5 separate regions of the Mus musculus genome follow, and regions 1, 2, 4 and 5 are each linked to region 3. The links are chromatin contacts, called in public Hi-C, HiChIP or PLAC-seq and promoter capture Hi-C maps. All regions are on one chromosome and are shown on one strand. The core of a region is the stretch at or near the end of the contact, and the rest is flanking DNA. Distances in the headings are between cores, read along the strand shown.

Region 1 (4,584 bases), core at 889-3,388, 570 kb after region 3:
AGATTGCTCTATTCTATACTTACCTGATGGTAGGGATGGAGAAAGAGATAAAGGACCGCCCTGATCCCTGCAGAGATGCCTTCACCATAGGAATTAGTGAGCCTGTCTGAGCTAAGGTACTACTGTCAGGAGGGCATCAGAGATCCCCACCTTCTGCTCCCAGTGATGTCTGGCAGCTTCCAGAAGCTATCGATCTTGCTGGTGCTTTATCTCATTATCCCCTCTTACTCGGAGATTTCTCAAAACAAATATCAACTAGCAGAGTCCTTTCTTTGGGGCATGGGAGTCTACCCTGTCTTCCCGAGAATCATCAGTTTCTAGTCTTCCCTATTGTCCTCCCGTTTCCTTACACACATGCTCACCAACCCCCAGATCACACATTTCCTTCTGTCTATGATAGTTTCTACCCCACGATGAGTTAGTGTTCATTCCCCGACTCAGCATTTTCCAGATCCCCATCTCCCACCCACCTCCCTGCCTTCCACTAGAGACACTATATGAGTGTCTTTCCTAACAAGTCGAGATTACTCTGAATTCCTCAAGGGTCACCACTATCAAGAAGGCTTGATAGTGGTGACAGAATTGGAGAATTCTCCATGATGCTCCAATCTGGATGAACTTGAAGAGTTTGCGTTCCTCCTTTGTTACCTGGTGACCTAAGCAAAGACTCACCTAGCCATTGCAGGGAAGGTGCTCTGGATATGGGGCAGCCAACATAGGAGTGGGAGGGAATAAACACATGGAAAGCAAATTCTGCTCTTCAGCAGAAAACAAACCACCTGTGATCACTTTCCATGTCTCCAGATGTTGTCAGGGGACATCTGACACTATATGGGATGGAAGGTCACTCACAGTTGATCCTGTGGGTCCCTTGTGACCTGGGCAGGGAGAAGTCTCTATGGAGTTTCCCCACTTCCTCCCAACTCCCGAGGGCTAGATTGCTCAGGCCCAAGAGCCATCCAAACATATATCTGATTTCTAGGACCATCCTTTTGGAATAAGACTTAAGTTTAACCACCACTTGGAAACACATCTCTTCTTCCCTTCCTCTGGGGTCGTGTGTCTTCCATCCTGCAGGCAGGTACCTGGGATGAGGCTAGGGAAGTCCAAGCCCCTGGGAGTGAACCCCTGGGATCACTAGGTGCCCTTTTCAATGGTACTGCAGATAGGGGTGGGGATGTCAGCCTCTACATCTTTAATAGGCAGGGGCAGAAGAACTCGAATTAGGGAGTTGGGGCCTAGGGCTCTAATCTTGGGGGAGGGGTGGACTGATTGTCCTTGTAGAAGGCCAAGAGTCTCCCTCCTAGGGAACTTACTAGGGCCCCCTCAGGTTCAGCCACACACTGGACTTGCTTCAGCTCCTCAGAGAGCGAAATGTGAACCCTAGCCAGAGGGGGAAGCCAGGACAACCCTAATAAGCCAAACCCCCCCAGGAGGCCAGTTTCAGGACTTGAGCCTGGCTCACCGGGATCCCCACCAGGGGGCAGAGGGGAACCCCTGAGGCCAGCGGCAGGAGGCAGGACCAGTGGCTAGGAATTGGCCACCTAGCACACTCTAGACGCTCTAGCTTAAGGCAACGGATGGAAGAGGGCCAAGGAAATCCTTCTTTTCTCTGAAAGTTTCAGGCCAGTCCTCCTTGGTGGAGATCTGTCTATCCACATCCCGCCTAGCGGGCCTCCCCCACCGCACCGCCTCTTTCTCTGGGCACCAAAGGGTTGAAGGGCTGTGCACCGGGCTCCCTCCACAGCCCAGTCTCCTCCCTGCGCCCCCTCCCCGCGGTGCTGGCCAGCGACTCATAGCATCCCGGGCGCTGTCCCCCTCCCGTGCGCAGCCCCCCTGCCGCCGACCCACCGTGGGGTACGGGAAGCTGCGCTCACTCTAGCTGTTGGCGCGCTCCGGCCGCCGCTCGGCTCCGAGTCCCCCACCCACCCACCCCCGCGTGGACACTGGAGTGCGACCCCGAGCTGCACTCCCGCAGCCTGAGGTCAGGGCCTGCTTCGGGTGGCCAGCGGCCGGCCCTCCTCTCGCCGGTCCTTCCCCGCTCCTCCTCCACCGCCCCCGCCGCCCCCGCCTCCCGGCCGCCCCCGCCGCCGCCGCCCCAGGCCGAACGCGGGCGCGGAGCGTGGGAGCCATGGCGCGCGAGCAGGAGAGGGACCCCGAGCGCAGGGAGGCGGCGGTGCGGGCGAGCGGCGAGGAGGAGGAGGCGGCGGGGGAGGAGGGACTGAGCGATAGCGACGAGGGCGACGGCGTGGAGACCGGCAGCGGCCGGGAGGAGGGAAAGCAGGAGGCGGCGGCCGGGTGGGAACGCAGCGAGGACGCGCGGCTGCTGCGCGCAGGGCTGCCTCCTGCCGCCGTCCCCGCCGCGGCCGCCCGCGACCCGAGCGGACGCCGCCCGCCAGGGACGCCGCCCGGCTGTCCGAGGATGCCGCCGCCGGGCGACCAGGACTGCGCGCGCCGCCGCAGCCGCCGCCGGCGGAGGGACCTTCTGCTGAGCCAGCTTTGCTTCCTGGCCTCGGTGGCGCTGCTGCTCTGGTCGCTGTCGAGCCTGCGAGAGCAGAAGGGTGAGTGCTCGCCGCCTGCCCCGAGTGGGCGCTGCGGCTCCAGCAGTTCGGGCTCTCGGGGCTCGGTGCCCGGCGAGCTGCGCTGGGTCCAGCCACACCGAACAGGCACGGGGACACTCCGGTCTCTTGCGGGGCTAGGGAGGAAGGGGTCTGGGCTCTAGGACTGCAGCGGTGGAGGAGTGACCCCTTGGGCACCAAGAAGACCTTTTCCTCTTGCCTTCTGCCCCTTTCCCACAGCCTGGCTGGTAGTGGCGGCGGTGACAGGGAGGGACCCTTTCACTACCAAGGCTAGTAATAAAGTTGTTCTGACAGCAATCAGTACCTGTGCAGGTAACCAACCACCTGTACTCCTGGCTTACTGAGGGAATGCAGGGTAGGCTGACCAGCTCACAGCCGGTTCTCCACGTGTTCTCCACACAGAACAGGTGGGGTGGGCAGTGGAGAATGCTCCTTGCCATCTTTGCGATCCAAGAACAGGTGCTGGGAACTTACTTCCGTTAGGAGAAAGTGATAGCTACCAGTCAGGGTTTAGGAATGGGCATGCTCCCTTAAAGGGTTGCTCAGCAGGAACACATGGATTCATTTCTCAAGGCTGGCTTGCTTCCTTTCACCGACTTGATGCTGGGGGCGGACCACTCTATGCTGCCCACTTTTTCCTTGGTGCTTTGGCTGGTGGTGCATACACACGTGTACACACTTGTACACACACACACACACACACACACACACACGATAGTTTGGTTTTATCTTTGCCCTTGGCTTTTTTTGGAGCTAAAATAGACATTGGGGAGAAATGTGCTCAAAACAGTTGTCCATTGGAAACAATTTGGACTCTGGGGTGCAGCTGTGTAAGAAAAAGAAACAAAACAACCTCACAGAAAGGAAAGACTTGAAAGAATAACGGTCGTAAAATGATTTCTTATCCTGGCTTTTCGAATATCAGGGTTTGTGGGGAAGCAGACAAATAAATGATTGTGGGGTAAAACAGTTACAGCTATGTGCTGTACTGTTAAGATAGGCACAGTTCTAATACGTGGTGCTTTGAAGCACACAATAAAAGCATTTTGATAGCGATGGTGACATTTTAAAAGGTGCCATCAATCAAGAAAGGGTTTTCCCTCACCATGGCTGGTGTGGTGCCTCATGGTGAAACTCAGGGGTCATTCTGAACTTAGCAGATCTCTCTACGGACTTCATCATATATGGTAATAGGAGAGAAGCGGGCCTGGTCTTCAGCAAAACCCTTAGACTCCATGACTCTCTCTATTGCTTTTGAATCTCTGATTTTCTGGCCCTGGGTACTGACATGAGGGAGGTGGGCTGTACTATTTGAATGAAGTGAGACTTTTTTCCAAGGGAAGATTCAGACCTGCTAAGTAGTATGCACTGACTGTCCCGAAGAGGGTGAGTGGAAGCCAGCAGATAGTTTATGCTTCCGTTGGCAAGAGTTATTCCAAATCACTTGGTGGCCGTTTCTCTACAGGTTGGAGCCTGTGAGTAACAGGCTTCCCAGCACTTTGCAGGGCATAAAAGACATTTGTCCTGGATGTTGAATGTGATCCATAGGATTAAGTGGATCAATTGCAGGGGTTTCCGTTCCTGCTACCACCAGATGCTGGAATATCTGGGCTGATAAGGCATCACACACTGTGAACTTAGAATCTGATGACTACTCTTCCCTTTTGAGATAGTTTTCCTGACATTTCTCTCCAGGTGTTACTGACTCAGACATCATTCCATAGCATGCCCCCATCTCATTCCTTCTCTTGTTTATCTTTCTCTTCTCTTTCTCACTTCTCTAGCCTGTCTGCTAATGTCCAGTTTATGAACACTTCCATGCATAGCAAGAAGACTTAGTTGGGAAAAACCCAACAATGCTAATGACCTTGCTACGCAGGCTCTGTTTACAGCCCCCACCCCCAACTCTATGACTTGCTAGTCTTAATTCGGTCTCTAGTCACCTTTTCTTGCATTAGATACTGATGTTTTCAATAGGTGAAGCACAGCCGTGTTGGAGCAGCAA
Region 2 (4,328 bases), core at 614-3,113, 510 kb after region 3:
CTACTCCCTGGGCCTAGCATATACAAACCATCACAAAAGCCAACATTGCGTATGTTGTTTACTGCACTTTGAGGTAACTGGGACAACGATGCTGGGGTATTTGTCTATTTCTATCTGCTTTTGGTTTAAGGCTGTTCCAAAGGGGTATCAACTCCTTAGTGCTTCCAATCTACTTGTGCCCAGGCACGGCAGTTCTGGGTATCAGATATGGCCTTTGACTTGGCAACGACCAAAACCACTTGTAGTTGGAAAGACCTAGTGGATCAGCATTCACAGGAATAGTGAGTTTTGAGAGGATGTGGCCAGGCATCACCAGCATCCACAGCCACTGCACTGTCTTTACTTTAACTTAACTTTTTATGTCTTGCTATGTATCCAAAGCTGGCTTAGAACTCACAGTCCTCTTAAATAAGCTTCCTAGAATTACAGGTAGATACCACCTTGCCTGACCAGTCTGTTACCTACCCATCTGCATCTTTATCATTGAGGCAGGGTCTCCCTTTGTGCTGTGGATGCCCTAGAACTCAAACTTGTTACAGTCATTATGCTTCCATTTCCTGAGTGCTGGGATTACAGGCATGCTTGCCACTCCCAGCTGTACTCTGCCTTCTTGGTAAGTATTGCCCCGCCAAGGTTAACCTACAGCTTTCTTGGTAAGCATACAACCGAGATTATTGGGTTTACTTGTAATGCTCCATGTGATATTATTGAAAACCACTCTGACTAAACCAATGAGAAGTTTTAGGTCCTTTTTATTAATGGCCAGACCAACAGTGGGCTTGTGTCTCTGAAAGTCTACTGGTGTCCAAGCTCAAGGATACAGAGTTCTTAAAGGCAAACCTCACAAAGACCATAACCTATATCAAAGTTAATTGATGGTTAGAGTAACCTTGAAATGTTTATCCCTGACTGAGCATAGTAGCTATTTTAGATATAACTTGTCAGTTCTTTTGGTTAATGCATCCAGACTGTGGTCAAGGCTATGGAAATCTCAGATATGTTGCTAAGGCAGATGTGACCATTGGGTGGGAGGTGGGTAGAGGGGCTGAGAACTATCTAAGTTATATGAAATGAAATCAGAACAGGATGGTGTTACCTTATCTATTTTGTAGATACAGAGCATGAGCAAGGGGTTGCTTACAGAAGTCTGGATGACCCTCAAATATCCATGTTTTAAAATCTTCACTTTTCACAGATCGTGGCTCCTCACAGACACCAAGAAGGATGTCATAACTCTACTTCACCTTTACCAGCTTATGCACTTTAATATCTCCAGAGTCCCTGTGAACACCCAGTATTAAGTCAGACAAGTGGCAGACAAGTGGCTGGAATCCCAGGTTAGGGTCCAATGACCCTTTCTATCTCTTCCTTCCTGAAGGCATCATCAGTCATCAACAGCTCATGACTGTCTCTTGCAAGCAACTGATCCAAGGAAGGTGGAAGCTCCTTTGCTTAGAGAAACCTGTTCTATAGCACCTGGCTATGGTATGGTTCCTGTTTAAGTGACTATCCATGATTCTGGGAACAGTCAAAGCAAAGGTGTGAAATCTGGGCCAGAGAAATTGGAAAATGTACTATGAATCCATGAGAGCAGAACTGAGAGATATTTATTTATGCATTTGGCAAAGGTCTTCTTATTTTTTACCGAGCATTTGAGCTCTTCTACATATAAGGAAGAATTTTATCAGCCCAACTAGTCTATAAAATCCTTCACAACTCATTTTATGGTGTGTTTGAAATACTTCAGGCTAAGTTATTTGTTGATAATTTGTCTTTTCTTTTTGATGTCTCAGCCAGGGATTATCTTCCCCAAAATAGGATTGCTAACTTTTTGAAGACCTGTGACCATTGTTTGTTAGCAGGACACATAAATATCTATTTATTGGTGTGAAGCTAGTAGCAGCCAAGGTCTGTATCTTACTTAGGCTTAGTAGAAATAAAGACTTTCAAAACGAGAATCCTGAGTTTCTGAATCTTAGGATTCAGCAAACAGCTCTAGCCATCCAGCCAGTTCAAGATGAAATGTTCCCATTTCTTCCCATGAAAGTAGCCTAGGCAAATGTTCTCTGGTGTCTTGTCCTGGTTGGTTGGAAAATGGTTCAGTGGTTCGCACTAATTGTCAGCCCAGACTCCTGAGTTAGAAATTCAGGGAATCTCTTTATTGGCCACCGAATGATTGGAGGGGTTGCAACCTCTATAGCTTTCCTGGGCCTTTTAGTTTGTTAAATTCTTTCAGGAAAACAAGAACAATTAATTGCTTAAAAGATAATGCCAATTAGCTACAACAAATGGTTATGGCGTCCTAAAATAAAGTTTCCCTGTGTTGATGAGCTAGCACGCTCCAGCTCTTTAGCCAGGCTCTCTGCCTACTTTTGGGGGAAACTTTTTAGGGTAAGGTAAATGATACATGTGAAGAAACCACTCCATGGTCAGGTTTAGTTAAGAGATTGGACATTAAGAGAAATGAAGGGCAATTTGACATTAGAGGATTCATGGAGAATGTCAGCTACGGCTTCTTCACAACATGCTAGGGCTACCTGCTGGCTCAGAAAAGGCAAGCTCTACTAACAGAGTCTGAAGAGTCCTGTGCTCAGAAGAACTAAAGAAAATCACTGTGTATATGTGTTGTTTATTTAAGATGGAAAAGCTTGTTGAAGGCACGGTAACCTGTGGTTCTCTACTGGTATATGCATACACTTGTTTGTTTAAGAATTCTGGTAGAAGGTAGAAATGGAAGAAGACATTCTTGTGCTTGCTGATGTTACTCCTGGAACTCCGGGGGAAAGAGGTCAGTAGTCTTTCTTATTATTTTATCAGTGTGTCCTGTTCTCCTCCACCCTGACTCCCTTGTCCCACATCAGTTACTTTCCCCAAACCAAGCTCTGCACTTATGCCTGCTGGCCATCCCGTCGGAGCCATGGGGCAGAAGAGGAGAGTGATGGATGCCTTTAGAGGGAAGCAGAAACTGAATCCATTCTACAGCCAGAAAGGCCATTTGCTCCTGGTGCTGTCTTTAGCCTGCCACTAAGTGTTAGGGTTTCCCATGCTGTGAACTGTGATCTACTCTGGGGCTGGGTATAATATCCCCACAGAAGGGGGTATGGGAAAATCAAGCAAAATTAAGAGCTTTTAATACGTGTAAGCCTACAACAAAACATAAAAACAACTTCACAGAAAGCCCACCCATAGCCTTCTCTGTAGGACTATACTGCACTGTATCCCACAGGGCATTCATTAAGGTACAAGAAGGGATTTGGGAGGTTGTCCAATTCACTTTCTTCTTTCCAAATGCATGGATTAAAAATCCTGGTATTTTGAAGTTCTGATAATGAACTCAATTCTCAATCCACTTTATGATATTTAGTATTTGACTAATAGTTTGCTAGCCACACAGTGGCTAAAACTTTCATTGGGCCAAACACCACAGAGCTCGGCCTTCATAGGACATTCAGGAAGAAGCCATAGTTTGAAACATACACCAGGGTTCGCTATCGAACTTACATTTTTATGAAGCAGCAGTAATAATACTGGGAATGATCCCACCTGGATTCTCCAGTGTTGAGTGTGTGTCATTGGCTGTACATCAAAGACTGCAAAGCTAGACTTGGAGGTGAGCTTGCAATATCATCGCTACTATGGTATTGCCAGACTGAACTAGTTTTGAACTATGCTTGCAGATATGTGAACATGTGTGTGCACATGTGTTATATGTCTCCAAAAGAAGTTTCTATTTTAGTTGAGGTCTGTGCCCTGTGTAGATACTGTCTGGTTTGTAGGCTTCCATAAGCCATCCTGCAGGCTTCCAGTTGTAAAATTTGGTCTTTTACATTTGGGGGTATCTTGTTTAATTTATCCCTTCCCCATATTCCTCTTCATTTCCTTTCCTTTTCCTTCCCTCACTTCTCCTCTGCTTCACCTCTTCTATTTTTTTCTTTTCCTTCATCCTTCTTCTTTATTGCCTATTAGGAATATCTCTCCTGTAGAACATAACTTCTAGAACATTTGCCATCTGGTAAATGGTTCATATCAATGGGCAGAATCTTATAGCAGGCCTGTGGAGTATGCTTGTGACAGATGATGTTTGAGTTAGAAACTAGAGCAGATGCTCTCATTAGCATCGATTCAGGGTCTCGTAAACCCTGTATATCTATACCCAATGTGTGTTTACAATAGCTAGTACCTCGCTTCTCCTGGGGAAGACTGCCCTTGGGCCTCTGGACAGTTCTGTCTATGTGCCAAGATCTTGAGCCACCCAAGACTGAGTTTTCATTTTAATGAAACTAACAACCAATAGGAAGATTTGACAGGAAGCCAGTGTACTGAACAGC
Region 3 (4,174 bases), core at 1,486-3,985:
CCATCTTTAGAGATTTTACAGACACGGAAGGGCGAGAGCTAAGGGAGTGGGGCGTCTGGCAGGACAGAGCAGGACAGAAGTCTAGGATAAACTGCTAGACTTCTACTCTCATGGGGCAATAGAATACTGTAAGAGCATAAGGGGCTGGAAAGATGGCTCAATGGTTAAGAGCACTGTCTGCTCTTCTAGAGGACCTGGGTTCAATTCCCAGCACCCACATGGGGGCTCACAACAATCTCTAACTTCAGTCTGGGGGTGTCTGATTTCCTTTTCTGGTAGAAACTACTTAGAGCAAACTAATTTTTTTTTCTTTTTTAATTAGGAAGAACCAAATTAATAATATTGTAGATCAGTTATTTAGAGAAAGGTCTTTAATCAAATATGAATCATTTGTAATGAAACCACAATTATAAACAGTGCTTTGCTGGATCAGTGGGCTCATACCAACTCAAAGGGAGTTATTGTTATCCTACTAATAACTTTCTCCCTTTTCTTTTTTTCCTGGCCAGGATGTACCAAAGTTCATGCATAATACAGTCTTCTCCCATTTTATTTATTTTGTGTGCACGTCTGTGAACATGCATTTGCATGTGATATAGGGTGCATGTGGAGCTCAGAGGACATTTAGTGATGTCAGGGAGAGGTCTGGGGATCAAACTCAGGTCATTAAAGGCAGCAAGTGCCTTTTCTTTTTCTTTTTTAAAAAAAGATTTATTTATTTATTATATGTGAGCACACTTCAGCAGTCTTCAGACACACCAGAAGAGGGCGTTGGATCCCATTACAAATGGTTGTGAGCTACCATGTGGTTGCTGGGAATTGAACTCAGGACCTCTGGAAGAGCAGCCAGTGCTCTTAACTACTGAGCCATCACTCCAGCCCCCAGGGAGTGCCTTTACCCATTGAGCCAGACTTTTTTCCCTGGATGTGAAAAACTGACTACTTGATAGAATGTTCCTGATTTAGGTTTTTTAAACAATTAGATGCAGAGTCTCCTGCAGTGCAGTTTGCATTTCGATTGTACAGTTCCACCCTTGAACTGATGCTCCTGCCTCTCTACCTCCTGAGCGCTGGGATTCCAGGTAAGTGTTGCCATCCCTGGCTTATATGATGCTAAGGGCTGAACCTAGGGCTTCCTACATGGTAGCTAAGTACTATGTTCCACTGAGCTACACTTCTAGCCCCAGGTTAAGTTTTGTTGTTGCAGAATTACCACTGTATCCTTCAATATCAGGAAGCATGTGACTGACACCCATTGATCTTGCTGCTGCTGCTGCTGGTGGTATCCTTGACAATTTAACTCATGCAATTTTGCATTCACTATTTAATATTTAAGCATAATATAAAAGGCTCCCAGTCCTTAGCACAACTGACTCCATAAAACTCAGTATGTAGATAGTACCACTTGCCAGAGTGAAAAGGAAGACCGAATCTATCAAATGCACTAAGCTTGCCTTTTGACTTCTGTAATTGCTTTAGCCTAACTGTGCTTATTAACTGAAGTATGTCAACCGAGGAATTTTTTTTTTTTTTTTGCTTAAATGCTCACTCTAAAAGAATCTGAGCTTTAATGAGATCCTGAACACCCAGTGTAGTTGCCAGTTGGCTAATAAAGACTTTCTACTGGCTTAACCCCGGTCTGAGTAGTCTTATCTGATGGATACCCCACAATAATACACATTTCTAGGCCTTTTTTGTTTTTGTTTTTGTTTTTTTGGGGGGGTGAGGGGGAAAGCAACATCTCACTCTGTATTTCATGCTGGCCTTGAACTTCAGCGTGATCCTCATACTGCAGCCTCCAGAATGCTTGGATCACAGATGTTCAACCACCATTCCTTAGAGTATTTCGGGCCAAATAACAGTTCTATCAAATTGCTTTCTAACAAATGCTTTTCTGAATCTGCTAATCCTGGAAGAGGCGTTCAAAGCAAAGACACTCTGAAATGGGTGAACTTTTTCTGATACTCCTATTTCGTTTTTAAGGGAAAGTCTCATTACATTGCCCACATTGGTGGTCTTGAACTCATGGACTTAAAACACTTTCCCGCTTCATCTCAAGTAGCTGGGACTATCTCCCCCCCCCCCCATTCTTCTTTTTCTTTGTTTAATTATAAACACATGGACTACCACTGGACTATGAAGATGTTATTTTTTAGTGATGAAAACTTAGTACAGTAATAGCTATACAGTTCTTTGCAGCCATCTAAGCATCTTTACAGCCCATCCAAATTTCCTAACAACCCTATGATAGGGCTAAGTATTAGATTTGTATTAGGAAGGAATTAGAATTCTAGACTGATAGACCTATTAACTATTGTGTCTAAGGTAAATCAATAGTTATGTAGTTAAATGGCTATGTTAGCAGCAGGTCCTTTTGTTTTTAGCAACAGGATTGCTGCTGAGGCTACAGAACAAGTGAAGATTTTGGAAAATCTGTGACCGGAGGATTGGAAAAGAGGGAGAAAAGCAGGAAAAAAACTTAAGGGTAAAACTGAAAGAGAAAGAAACTGGAGCAGAAATTAATGAGTGTCTGGACATAGTGGAGACTAGGCTGGCAGTTTGGGACTATAGTGCTTAAGAAGGAGTTCAGGGGTGGATAGGGCGGCGCCTACCACAAATGGACTAGGTTATGCATAGGTGACAGGTGAGGGTGATTGACATGGGCGGGGCCAATTGGATAGGTGTGGCCGACGTGGGCGGGACGCAGCTCTGTGGAATGGGTCCTCACGGAGCTCTTCCGGTGTTGCCGGTAGAGGGCGCCGGTCGAGGAGCCACCGGCGGAGTCGCAAGGTCTGACCACACAGCAAATTCCAGTCGCTACAGCCGCCGCCATGAAGGCCGTGGTGCAGCGCGTCACTCGGGCTAGCGTCACAGGTCAGTCGGGCGGGCCGGGGAGAGAGCAGCCTCTGACCCCCGCGACCCGCTGTTCCGTGTGAGGGTTCCCCGCAGCCCCGAGTTACCGGGCAGCCTCTGGGCAGCGCCGTGGCCGAGAAGATCCGGCACGTGCCTGGCCGCTCATGGGTTCAGGCTCCGTGCTTTCGTTGCTACATAAACCCTCATCTCCGTCGTCATCACCATTATAATCATCATCATTATCTTTGTGAGTGTGTGTGTGTGTTCCTCACAGACAAGGTGCCAGAACCTGTGAGCATCCCCAGGGCCCGTTGTTGAATGCACTGTTGCACAAACAACACATAGGGGAGATTTCCGGAGCGGAATCGCTCGTTTATCCACCGCTCTGTCTGAGATGTAGCATTTTAACAACCCCCTTTTGCATATCTTTTCTTTTTAAAATAGAACTTGGCTCATGATAAAATGGACAGACGGAGGAATTGCTAATTGTTTGAGCTCTGGCAGCTTTGAGCAAATATCTGCTGGCATCCTCACTGGGTGCAGAACATCCCTTGCTTGCACCTGGATGTCGGTCTCTGAACCTTCAGCCATGGGTCAGAACCACAGAATTCAAGATGACGTGCTTCTCTTTCCCATTAATTAATATAGACCCAGATGCTCAGCCATTAGCCATCAGTTGAATGTGGGAGGCTAGTTGAAATATTCAGGATCCAGCTACTGTAGTTATTTGAAAAGTGTTAAAAAAATAGAAACGACTGGTGCCATTCTTTTAGTCTTTTAAGTTAAAGAAATAAATACATTTATTTATTTGGTGTGTGTGTTTCTGTGTGTAACAGGCCAGAGAACAATTTAGATGTGCCACCACCATGTGGGTCCTTGGGATTCAACTCATGGAATTAGGCTTGGCAGCAAGTCTACCCATCACTCATTTAGCTAGCTTGCTTTCTCTCTTTCTTTCTTTCTTTCTTTCTTTCTTTCTTTCCTTTTCGAGACAGGGTTTCTCTGTTTAGCCTTGTCTGGCCAGGAACTCACTCCGTAGACTAGGCTGGCCTTGAACTCACAGATCCACCTGCCTCTGCCTCCCAAGTGCTGGGATTAAAGGTGTCTACCACCATTGCCCAGCTGTGTTTATAGAGGCAGAAGTACATTTTCAGGTCAGATGCCAAGGCCTGTAGTCACAGCCACTTTGGAGGCTGGGGAAGGAGCTGTGTTGAGCCCAGGAATTGGACAACAGAAAGCAGATTGGACAACAAAAGAGTCTCTAAGATTCCCCCTCCTCACCAAAGCTTCAGATCAAGCAATACAGATATCTTTTTCTTTA
Region 4 (4,563 bases), core at 866-3,365, 930 kb after region 3:
ACAAAACAGAATAGGAAGGTTTAGAGTATGCACAATGCTGGAGATGCTAGCCTATAAAGAATTTCCAAGAAGATCACTACCGTAAATGCTGATAGTTCGATGGGGTACAGAATACTCCCTTCCACTCCAAAGAAAACAGTATCACTTCAAATATAGACTGACTCAGATGACACTCGAAATCTGAGACACTTTAAACGGAGAGCGCATACCTTGTGAACAGACAGACCACTGTAGTCCCTGAAATGCATGAGGTGACTTACTACAAAGACACAGATGTCTCTGGTCTATGAGGAGAGAATAACAGTGTTAGTCTGTGACCTCCCTAGGGACATCTCTGCCTGCCTCCTGAGGTAAGACTAGACTGGGTCCTGCCTGAGAAGATGGGTCAGGTCATAAAGGACTTGCCAAGCACACATGAGAAGGTGAGTTTGAATCCCAAACATCTATATGAAAGCTAGTTATGGCAGCATGCACCTATGACCACAGTGCTGAGGAGAGGAAAATGTAGAGGGAGGCAGACATCTTGAACTCTCTGGCCAGCCAGTCTAGTCACTAAGATAGATCTGTGGAGAAAATGTGGCTGCAGGGAAACCAGTGAGAATACTGTGGGCCTCCAGAGGCTTCTGCAGCTGGAGGGATAGCAAGAGGTGGCTGCTGGGCTCAGAGGACTTCCCAGAGGTGACACTAAGAGAGAGGGTGGTGCATTGAAAATGGCGGTGAAGGAAAGCGATAAATCACACAGGACACCAGGACAGTTAGCTTGAACAATGAAAGTGGGCTGCAGAATATTTACCAACTCTATTAGTGGTGATATATTGGCCATGAGAAGTTAGAGCCTGTCTCCACTGAAAATTCTGTGAAGTCAGCAGTTCTCTGTCAGATCCAGAAACACGGGAGGGACACTGAAATAGCAAAATATATTTATTAATCAAAAGTTAACTTTCACTTTTTAAGTTATTATCCTTTAAATTGTTTCAGTGAAAATACCTAGTTCCCCTTTCCCTTTCCTCCCCTCACATGGATCTCAATTCACATCCTCTCTCTTCAATTGTTCTGTTTCTATCCATGCCTAAGTAGTAAATACAGCCTACTCGGTCTGAACCGTGTTCCCTTGTGTGATTTCAGGGAGGACCACTTGGTATTGGATAACCAATTAGGAAGCTCATGCCTACGGGAAACTCCTGCTCTCCTCATCTCTTAGTTGCCTGCATGAGGCCCCACCCATAGACAAACCCACATTTTTAACTAAAAGCTCCATCGTCTATCTGCAACTTTACTTGGTAGCCGTTGTGACTATCAGTCTTCCTCACTAAGCAACTCAGCTATCAAGGAGACATGACACCCATTGACGGAGCTTTGTAGTCAAAATTCTGGCTGATCGGATCCGTACAAACCCTGGGTAGCACTGCCCATCTCAAAAATCAATGTTCATGAATTCCAAATTGACAAAGTTTTACAGACTCCTACCAGTCAGGATTTGGAAGATGGCAAAGCAGGACATAAACAATTGTGATCTACACACTGATGACAATGTCACTTGACCCATCTATTCTATGCCCCACCCCACCCCCAGACACTTCATATGTCCAAACAGCTTAGCTAGCTCTTCATCTCATACGTGACTGCAATACCATCAGGCCATCTTTATTCCAGGCTCTTTGACCTCCAGACAGTCTGTAACATCAGACAAAAAGGACTCAATTTGCAATTTTAAAATAAAGAAGCAGCAGAGTAAACCAAGAGAAATTCTATGAGCTTTCTGGTTTTGTTTTTCTAATGTGGCAAAACCTTTTCTAGAACAGTTATCATCATTGCTGCCAATCTCCATGGACATATGTGAAGAAAATCATGTATGCCCCCACCCCCACCCCCACCCCCACCCCCACCCCCACCCCCACCCATCCCCACCCTGCAGCCTTTCTTTCTGAGTAGATCCACCTCTACATTTAAATGGAAGTCTTAATCCTGGACATGATCCTGACTCTCCAAATGAGGAGAAATAAGTGCTGTTCATTAGCCTTTCTGGCTCATGTGCAGAACACATAGACAGTGGCCTTTGTTAACCAAATATCTGGGTTTTGCTGGCAAAGCAAGACATTCTGTCCTGCCCAGACCCAACAAAGGGCCCACTTTTCTTGTTCATGGCAGGGAGGAGGAGGTCCATCCTCCTTTTCCCACAGGGAGACATACGCAAGTTGCCACTCCTTGGGAAATGAGGAGGAAATCTGGTCTGAGTAGGCTTTATTTGTTTGTGACTCTTTTTCCTCCAAGACCAAGTTGGGGCTGCAGTTGGAACATGGAAAATGAAAACTGGAGCATGTGGTGCAGGGGCCAGCAGTGGGGAGACTGGGGCTGTGGCAGAATGGCTCGTCCTTACCCCGTGGCCTTCTCAGATCATTCACGGATCTCTGTCACGATGCCGTAAACCTGATTTTTGTTTCCACTCTGGCTGTCTTTGATTATTGCAGCATGCAGCTTCCAAAGACACGTGTCCTGCCTCCCCACCGAATCATTTATTTTTCCTTTTTAAAAAACAATATACAACTGTCTCCTGTTCCACGTTATTATCTGTTTTTATTGTAAATTAAGAACATCTTTTTTGTTAATCACTAATCTTTTGGGGGATCTCAGTGGAGTTAATGGAGAACGATATGAATTAACTCATTGCATCCTTACACTGATCCTATAATGTAGAGACTGTGTTTTTCTCACTTTACAGATAAGAAAACAGAACTCAGAAAGGGAAGGAGAGAAACTTGCCCCAGACCGTGCATTCAGGGAAAGCAGAGTTAGGACTCAGAGCTTAGCAGTTTGCCTGCAGAATGTGTGTTCTTCATGTCTGAAGAGCAAACAGAAGCTGGTGCTAAGGGACCTCCTTGCAGGAGCTCCAGAAGCACACATCTCATGAAAGAAGAGGTATCCTAGACTGTCACATTCTTCTCCATGGTCTAGAAGATAATTTGTCTGGGGTGCCCTTGAACCCCTTTGTTAGGGAACCTCCTGCAGAAAATGCTGAGGCTGGCTCCCCAGGTGGCCAGTCATCTCTGCATGAAAAACAAGATCACATCACGGTTCCTTTTAGAACTCAGACTCCATCCTGAGCTACGTTTATATGTGCCCCAGTGGTGGAGTAAAGGCATGATTGAAATATGGCAGTGGATAAAAGGGATTTCTGAAGCCTTTTCTGATACTGATACCTAATTCTGCTACATTCTAGTGACTTTGAAAGTCTGTCACAAAGATCAGAGTCCTCACATTGTGTTAATGATGGTAGCCAGGATTCTGCTTGCCAGTGGACAGTCTCTTAGGAGAGTCAACTCTGTTCTGGGAGCATGGAGAAAAGACTAGAATGAGGCAAACAAGTGATTTTTTTTAGACGAGCTGAGGAGGGTCCCTTGGGGGACCCTGGTGAAGTGTAGTTTTTTTTCTCAAATCCACATTTCCTCCACAGTCCTGGGATGCTTTGGCCATGCTCACTGTGAAGGCTCAGGCCCAGTGGAGTGTTGCTGAGAGGATGCCTCAATGCTCTTGAAGGAAAGTAGTAACCCAAATCAAAATAAGAAATAGTTACTTTTAAGGAAGTGAGGGCAAGCCCCCATTCCCCCCCCCCATTTGCCTGGCCAGGAGCTCTGGCTATTGACTCTGCCAGCTCAGCCTCGATGAACCATACACAGATAAGAACACAGCATTCCCTAGACCTACATAAATTCTCCGTGGGCAGTTAGGCCCCAGGAGCACCCCTAATAAGAACCTTCACATTCTCTTGAAATCTCTCAAGGATCTCAAGACCATTCTTCAACACCATCATAAAACCCAGCTCTGCCATCACAGATCTAAAAGAAAATAAGAATATCAAGCTGAAATATATTTTCTTAATTTCTCTGACAATAAAATAAAAGAATTTTGCTCATCCGTCATCTCTCATAAATGAAGATGCATTCTAATGAAATGTGACTCTCCCAGTTTTAATAGAAGCAAATATTTAAGATGTATGGCTCCAATTCTGGCCCTCGGCAGAGAGAATGATTGTAAATATCAGTCATCTTGTATTAAATGTACAAGCACCGAGCCAGGGTTTTTATATGGTTCTTAAGGCTGACTCCTCCTAATTCTGGCCTCCCTGAATCTTGACTACGTGACCTGTGGAAGTTGCTTGACCCCATTATGACTTAGCTTCCTTGACTATTAAGGGAAAAATAGTAAAAATAGTATAGGTGTAGCTCTCCACCACTACAGCCTGGTGGGGAAGGACAAGAAATAATCGGCTCAGTACCAAACAGAGATTCCTGTCCTCACATCTTGAGGGCTATTATGATTTGAGTGTGGAATGACCTCTTCAAGCTCAAGTGTTTGAACATTTGGTCCCCAGCTGGTGGCACCGCTTGGAGAGATTGTGAAACCTCTTAGGAGCTTGGGCTGAGCTGGGAGAAAGTGGGTCACTAGTGGTGGTGGACTTTAGAAGAAGTAGCCTTGGCCTCTTACCCAAGCTCTCTGTTTCTTGGTCCATGACATGTAACAAGCTGGATGGCAGGTTTCCATCATCGTAGATAGGAGCTGAACTAT
Region 5 (4,253 bases), core at 1,715-4,214, 680 kb before region 3:
CAGTTGCAAGTAATGATAAGGAAAGGTCACCAGGGCAATCATGAGTTGCATAAAGCAAGCTATAGATCATTTACACCCAGCATAAAACCAGTCATCAGAATACTAACGCAAATCAAACACACACAGGGTGTATTTAAAAAGGCAGAAGTGGCGCCCACACCAGTGGTTACTCTGAGGGCACTGGGAGTGGAAGGAACAGCAAGTGCCCATGAATCCTTTTGTTGCAGTTCAAATCTTCCCTAGGGAGAATATACATTTTACTCATGTGACTAATATCATTTTAAAAGACTACAGATATAAATAAGCAACGAATATGGGAGAGATGAATTTGTAGTGGAAAAATAACAGCGAGATCGAAATAGTTTTCTCTTAGGTTTTGACAGGGTTATGACCCCTGGCATAGGCGTTTTCTCCTGACTATTAGTCCGAAGCTCTCTGAGGTCTCACTAGTATATAATTTATTCTTCTCTGCTACTCATATTAGTGAATTCAAATGAAATCACTCCTGTGTTCAAAGATCCAGTGCCCAAAAACTTTCTAAATGAGACAAATGGCACCCACCCATCTCCTATTCACTGACATTTATGCCTTGCTGAGCTGCTGTGATAGACTGACTTACTGTAAACAGAACAACAGCAACTTCTCATGGTTCTGTAAGCTTGGGAAGTCCAGTATCAAGGGACCAGTAGATTCAGTGTCTGGTGAGGAACCATCCCCTGCCCCACCCCAGGGTTTCTCTGTGTAGCCCTGGCTATCCTAGAACTTGCTCTGTAGACTAAGACAAGGCTGGCCTCGAACTCAGAGCCCTGCCTGCCTCTACTTCCCAGTGCTGGCATTAAAGGCGTGGGCCACTACTGACCGGCAGAACCATTTCTTTATTCATACACTGCGATCTTCTCCCACTCTTGTAAGCTCTGACCTGACAACCTAGGTTAGCTTAAAGACCGACTTTCAAATAGTATTACATCACATTGGGAATTAGGTTTCAACATTTGGTCAATATAGCATTTTATTAAAATTTGATCCTTCTCAGAATGAGAAGAATAAAAATAGCTAGAGCAACTGGGGGTAAATGTGGGGGTTAAAGTTCGGTGGGAGTTCATTTGAGGTTACGGTGAGCAGATACATTAATTTGTCTGACAAATCCTAAACCATCTTCAGATACTGGCTCACTTAGGAAAACATTTATTAAACATGTAGCACATTGATGGGCTGGGCCCCTTCATGTAGAACGCACCCCAAATTTCTGTCTTTCTGGGACTCCCAGTTTGATCTGGGAACAGTGGCAAATATATTAAAAAAAAAAACAGTTCATAGCCACAAAACATCCATGAAAGCCCAAGAAAGGTGTCCCCTCCCCGTTCCCTGATTTCCATGAAGTTAATGATTATGGAAAGACATAAAACGGATTCGCTGGAAATATGTCAAAAAAAAAAAAAATCCAGGCTGGCAGGTGATAGGAACACAGTTACTGGGCAAATCCATAAGGAGAGGGAGTGAGGCTAGAGGCAGAGGAGCCAGAGAGACTTGCTTAAGATTCTGGAAGAAGCTGGGTGGTGGCGGCGCACGCCTTTAATCCCAGCTCTTGGGAGGCGGATTTCTGAGTTCGAGGCCAGCCTGGTCTACAAAGTGAGTTCCAGGACAAAAAAAAAAAAAAAAAAAAAAAAAAAAATCTGGAAGAAGGCACAGAAAATTTTATGCAGTAAACAGCATTCTTGTATTTGGACAGGATTGTGGAGGACGAAACACCAATGATAGGTTGAACCGTCCTTAAATGAAGTCTCATTTAGTGGGGTCAGAGTCCTGAGCAGAAAAAAACAAAAAACCAACCCCAAAAAAAAACAAAAATAAGCCAGAAGGGTTCGGGCTGCAGCTGGATGTAGGTTCTTTCTCTTCAGTGTGATTACCAATTATTAATACCAAAGACTTGTTAAAAGGGCAAACTCTTAGGTTACATTCTAGGTGCACGGAGCCAGAACTAAGAAATCTTTGAGCAAACTCTCCAGGTGATTCTGACGCCACTGCCGTAGCCTGCCAAACACCCCGTGGCAATGCAGTAAGGGATTAGAATTGCCACGACTTGCCTTTAATCTTAAGAAAGAAACAAAACCCTTAAAACTAATGGGAACCGCGGTTTGCTACCTAGGGTAGATTTTTTTTATATAGCGCCCAGAAAACAGAAACAAAGAAAAACAACGATCATGTTGCCCAAAAGCCTTCTTAGATAATTAAGACTTTTTTTATAGAGATCCTGATGTTCTCGTTGCCTAAATTCAGTTCAAAAGTGAGGTGATCATCCCACGTCTTACGAGTTCCTTTTATTCGCTACAAAAACACCCGGAGAAAACAAGGCTAGGATTGCGGGTGGCCCTGTGGAAGCAGTATTTCCGTGCAACCGCCCTTTAGGAAAACACAATTCCCCAATGAGAAACCCCCAAGCGCAGCGGCGGGGCCCGGCCCACAGTCCCGGGCCACGCGGCGTCCCCCACGCACCCCCCGCGGGCCACTGGGCCTCCTCCCAGCCCGCTCAGAAGATAAACAAATCACTCCTGTTTTCCAGTCCTGGAATAAGCGCTGACTCACACAGCACTTTGATCAGCCACGGTCGCCTCAGGAAGGAGGAAAACTGTGCAGATTTTTCCCTCTCACGCGACGGCCCGAAGTGCCGCGCTGACCAATCAGGACTGGGTGGTGGGAACAGCACCAAAGTAGGTAAAAAAATGCGGGTCGCGGTCCCTGAGAGCCGTTTTGAGAGTTCTCGTCGCCAAGCAGAGCACCCGCCCACCGGCATTCGCCCCGCCCACTCCGCGCCGGGGCCCCGCCCCTAGCGGCGCGCACACCTGGCCAGGTGGCGACTTCCATGTATGGGCAAAGGCCGCGCGGTAGGCGGGGCATCGCGTGGTCCCGCCTCCAGGGCAGGGCCAGATTCCCCGGAGCGTCCTGTGTCCACCCTTCACGGAGCAGCAGCCCGGGCGCTCCTCTGGGCGGGGAACCCATGCACTCCCCTTAACTGGAGAGGGGTTTCCAGTTGTCTGGAGACTATTGGGACTCCTGGGTGGGGCCTGTCTGGGGAGGCCGGCCTGTTGCGTAGCAACGGTGGGCGGAGCGAGGGGCGCGCGCAGCCGCAGTCTGGCTGGAACTCGTGCCCGCCCTTAATAAGCTCGAGCTGCCGCGTCCGCCCTGCGCCTGCTCTCCTGCTTTTGCTACCCGGAGGACGAAGGTGCACAGACTTTGCCGTCAGGCTCCTAGCTCTCCTCCCGAAGTCCGCCCCAGCGAACATGGTGAGTGATCCTCGGGCGTGTGCTAAGGGAGGGGTCGGTTCCAAGGCAGCTCCTGGGCGGCATCATGCCCACCGTTCCAGGCCGCCGCCCGGGATCCCCTTCGGCCCGGCCTCGCTGCCTTCGATCCCGAAGTCGGTAGATCCCCGGGATGGGCGGCCGAACCTGAGACCATCCGTGTGGGCGCGGTTTTCTCCAAGGCCAGCTTGGTGACCCGTGAGCTTTTCCAGCCCTTTTTACTGAGAAGGAAAAGGATTTTATTGAACACTCTAGAGGGCGGAGTAATTGCTAGTGAGCGTGATTAAGAACCGGGTGGCCTTGCCGTGGCTTTGTTTGTCGTATCTGGCAATCAGCTTCAGTGGCACTCTCGTTGGGCTTGTCAAGCTTGGCAGTGGCTCTTTTAACCCTTCCCTGCCGGGTCCATTCATCCATGCTAGAAATTTGCCTTTACCTGAGAACAAGGCTTTACCACAACTTTGGGTGCAAGTCCTGGACATGATGTTGTTGCTTTTCAGATGCAAATTTAAAAACTTTCAGAAAGCCCGTATAATTACTCCAGCCCTTTAAAAAGAGAAACATTCGTTGTATTGAGATGGTAGAGATTTTGCTTAATTTACAAACTTCTCTACCTCCAAAGTGTTACTCAAATCGGTTGTAAAACAGTATCTCAACTGGGCGATCAGGTGGAACATTTTGTCACTGTAGTCTGCACAATGTTACCATTTTTGGTCAATGATTTGCTGGCAAGGCCTTGCCTCACTGCTAGAAATACTATCCTGTTGCTACATCTGTGCGCCGGGAAACAGTTGGTACCCACTTATCTGTCTACAGAGTGTTTTCACTGAATAACAACTTTGGTTTTTTCTTAGGATATAGCAACTGGCTTGCAGGTGCAGGCTGGCTCATTAGATTAAATGGATAGTTTTCTTGAAAACGGACCATGCTTAGCTGTGCCTTGATATTAAGTCATGTTTG

What was found. Promoter capture Hi-C pulls out the DNA fragments that hold promoters and counts their contacts. A called contact is a pair of places that touch in the nucleus more often than the background predicts. HiChIP or PLAC-seq counts read pairs in DNA pulled down with a chosen protein or histone mark.
Region 1: a promoter capture Hi-C map of embryonic stem cells shows a contact between it and region 3, with 4 times the contacts expected there. The contact joins the promoter of Slc24a3 here to the promoter of Dtd1 in region 3. A contact is called at or near these places in 6 of 39 promoter capture datasets (cranial neural crest, embryonic stem cells, hippocampal neurons and 3 more), 1 of 15 datasets of contacts at CTCF or cohesin (pro-B cells), 3 of 484 Hi-C or Micro-C datasets (all in uterus), 10 of 115 datasets of contacts at active chromatin or transcription factors (VIP interneurons, astrocytes, bone marrow-derived macrophages and 7 more) and 1 of 9 other capture datasets (macrophages).
Region 2: a contact with region 3 is called in a Hi-C map of uterus, with 5 times the contacts expected there. The contact joins the enhancer-like site here to the promoter of Dtd1 in region 3. A contact is called at or near these places in 4 of 39 promoter capture datasets (the C10 cell line, cranial neural crest, embryonic stem cells and 1 more) and 3 of 484 Hi-C or Micro-C datasets (all in uterus).
Region 4: a contact with region 3 is called in an H3K4me3 HiChIP or PLAC-seq map of forebrain, with 7 times the contacts expected there. The contact joins the enhancer-like site here to the promoter of Dtd1 in region 3. A contact is called at or near these places in 6 of 39 promoter capture datasets (cranial neural crest, frontonasal cranial neural crest, liver and 3 more), 5 of 115 datasets of contacts at active chromatin or transcription factors (VIP interneurons, embryonic forebrain, embryonic limb bud and 2 more) and 2 of 9 other capture datasets (embryonic stem cells and macrophages).
Region 5: a contact with region 3 is called in a promoter capture Hi-C map of pre-B cells. The contact joins the promoter of Dstn here to the promoter of Dtd1 in region 3. A contact is called at or near these places in 11 of 39 promoter capture datasets (the C10 cell line, the HPC-7 cell line, cranial neural crest and 6 more), 1 of 484 Hi-C or Micro-C datasets (CD4 T cells), 3 of 115 datasets of contacts at active chromatin or transcription factors (embryonic stem cells, extraembryonic endoderm stem cells and large pre-B cells) and 1 of 9 other capture datasets (liver).

What each region holds. Positions count from the first base shown.
Region 1 is chr2:145,165,637-145,170,220 of GRCm38.p6, forward strand. It overlaps Slc24a3 (solute carrier family 24 (sodium/potassium/calcium exchanger), member 3), which reads left to right and starts at 2,139. Exons shown (of 17, transcript NM_001356497.1): 1 at 2,139-2,561. The coding sequence starts at 2,423.
Region 2 is chr2:145,110,093-145,114,420 of GRCm38.p6, forward strand. No RefSeq gene overlaps it. Among named protein-coding and RNA genes, the nearest start is that of Slc24a3, 56 kb to the right of the region's middle. Within about 2 kb of position 1,864, at least 1 of the 459 cell types and tissues checked has an H3K27ac peak or open chromatin away from gene starts, as enhancers often do. A contact at or near this core is called in uterus, where this site is marked.
Region 3 is chr2:144,597,218-144,601,391 of GRCm38.p6, forward strand. Dtd1 (D-tyrosyl-tRNA deacylase 1) reads left to right here and starts at 2,736. Exons shown (of 6, transcript NM_025314.3): 1 at 2,736-2,874. The coding sequence starts at 2,832.
Region 4 is chr2:145,528,951-145,533,513 of GRCm38.p6, forward strand. The region is part of intron 6 of Slc24a3 (solute carrier family 24 (sodium/potassium/calcium exchanger), member 3); the gene reads left to right. Among named protein-coding and RNA genes, the nearest start is that of Gm14092, 24 kb to the right of the region's middle. Within about 2 kb of position 2,116, at least 28 of the 459 cell types and tissues checked have an H3K27ac peak or open chromatin away from gene starts, as enhancers often do. A contact at or near this core is called in VIP interneurons and forebrain, where this site is marked.
Region 5 is chr2:143,912,367-143,916,619 of GRCm38.p6, forward strand. Dstn (destrin) reads left to right here and starts at 2,965. Exons shown (of 4, transcript NM_019771.2): 1 at 2,965-3,281. The coding sequence starts at 3,279. It also overlaps a transcript of Bfsp1 not described here.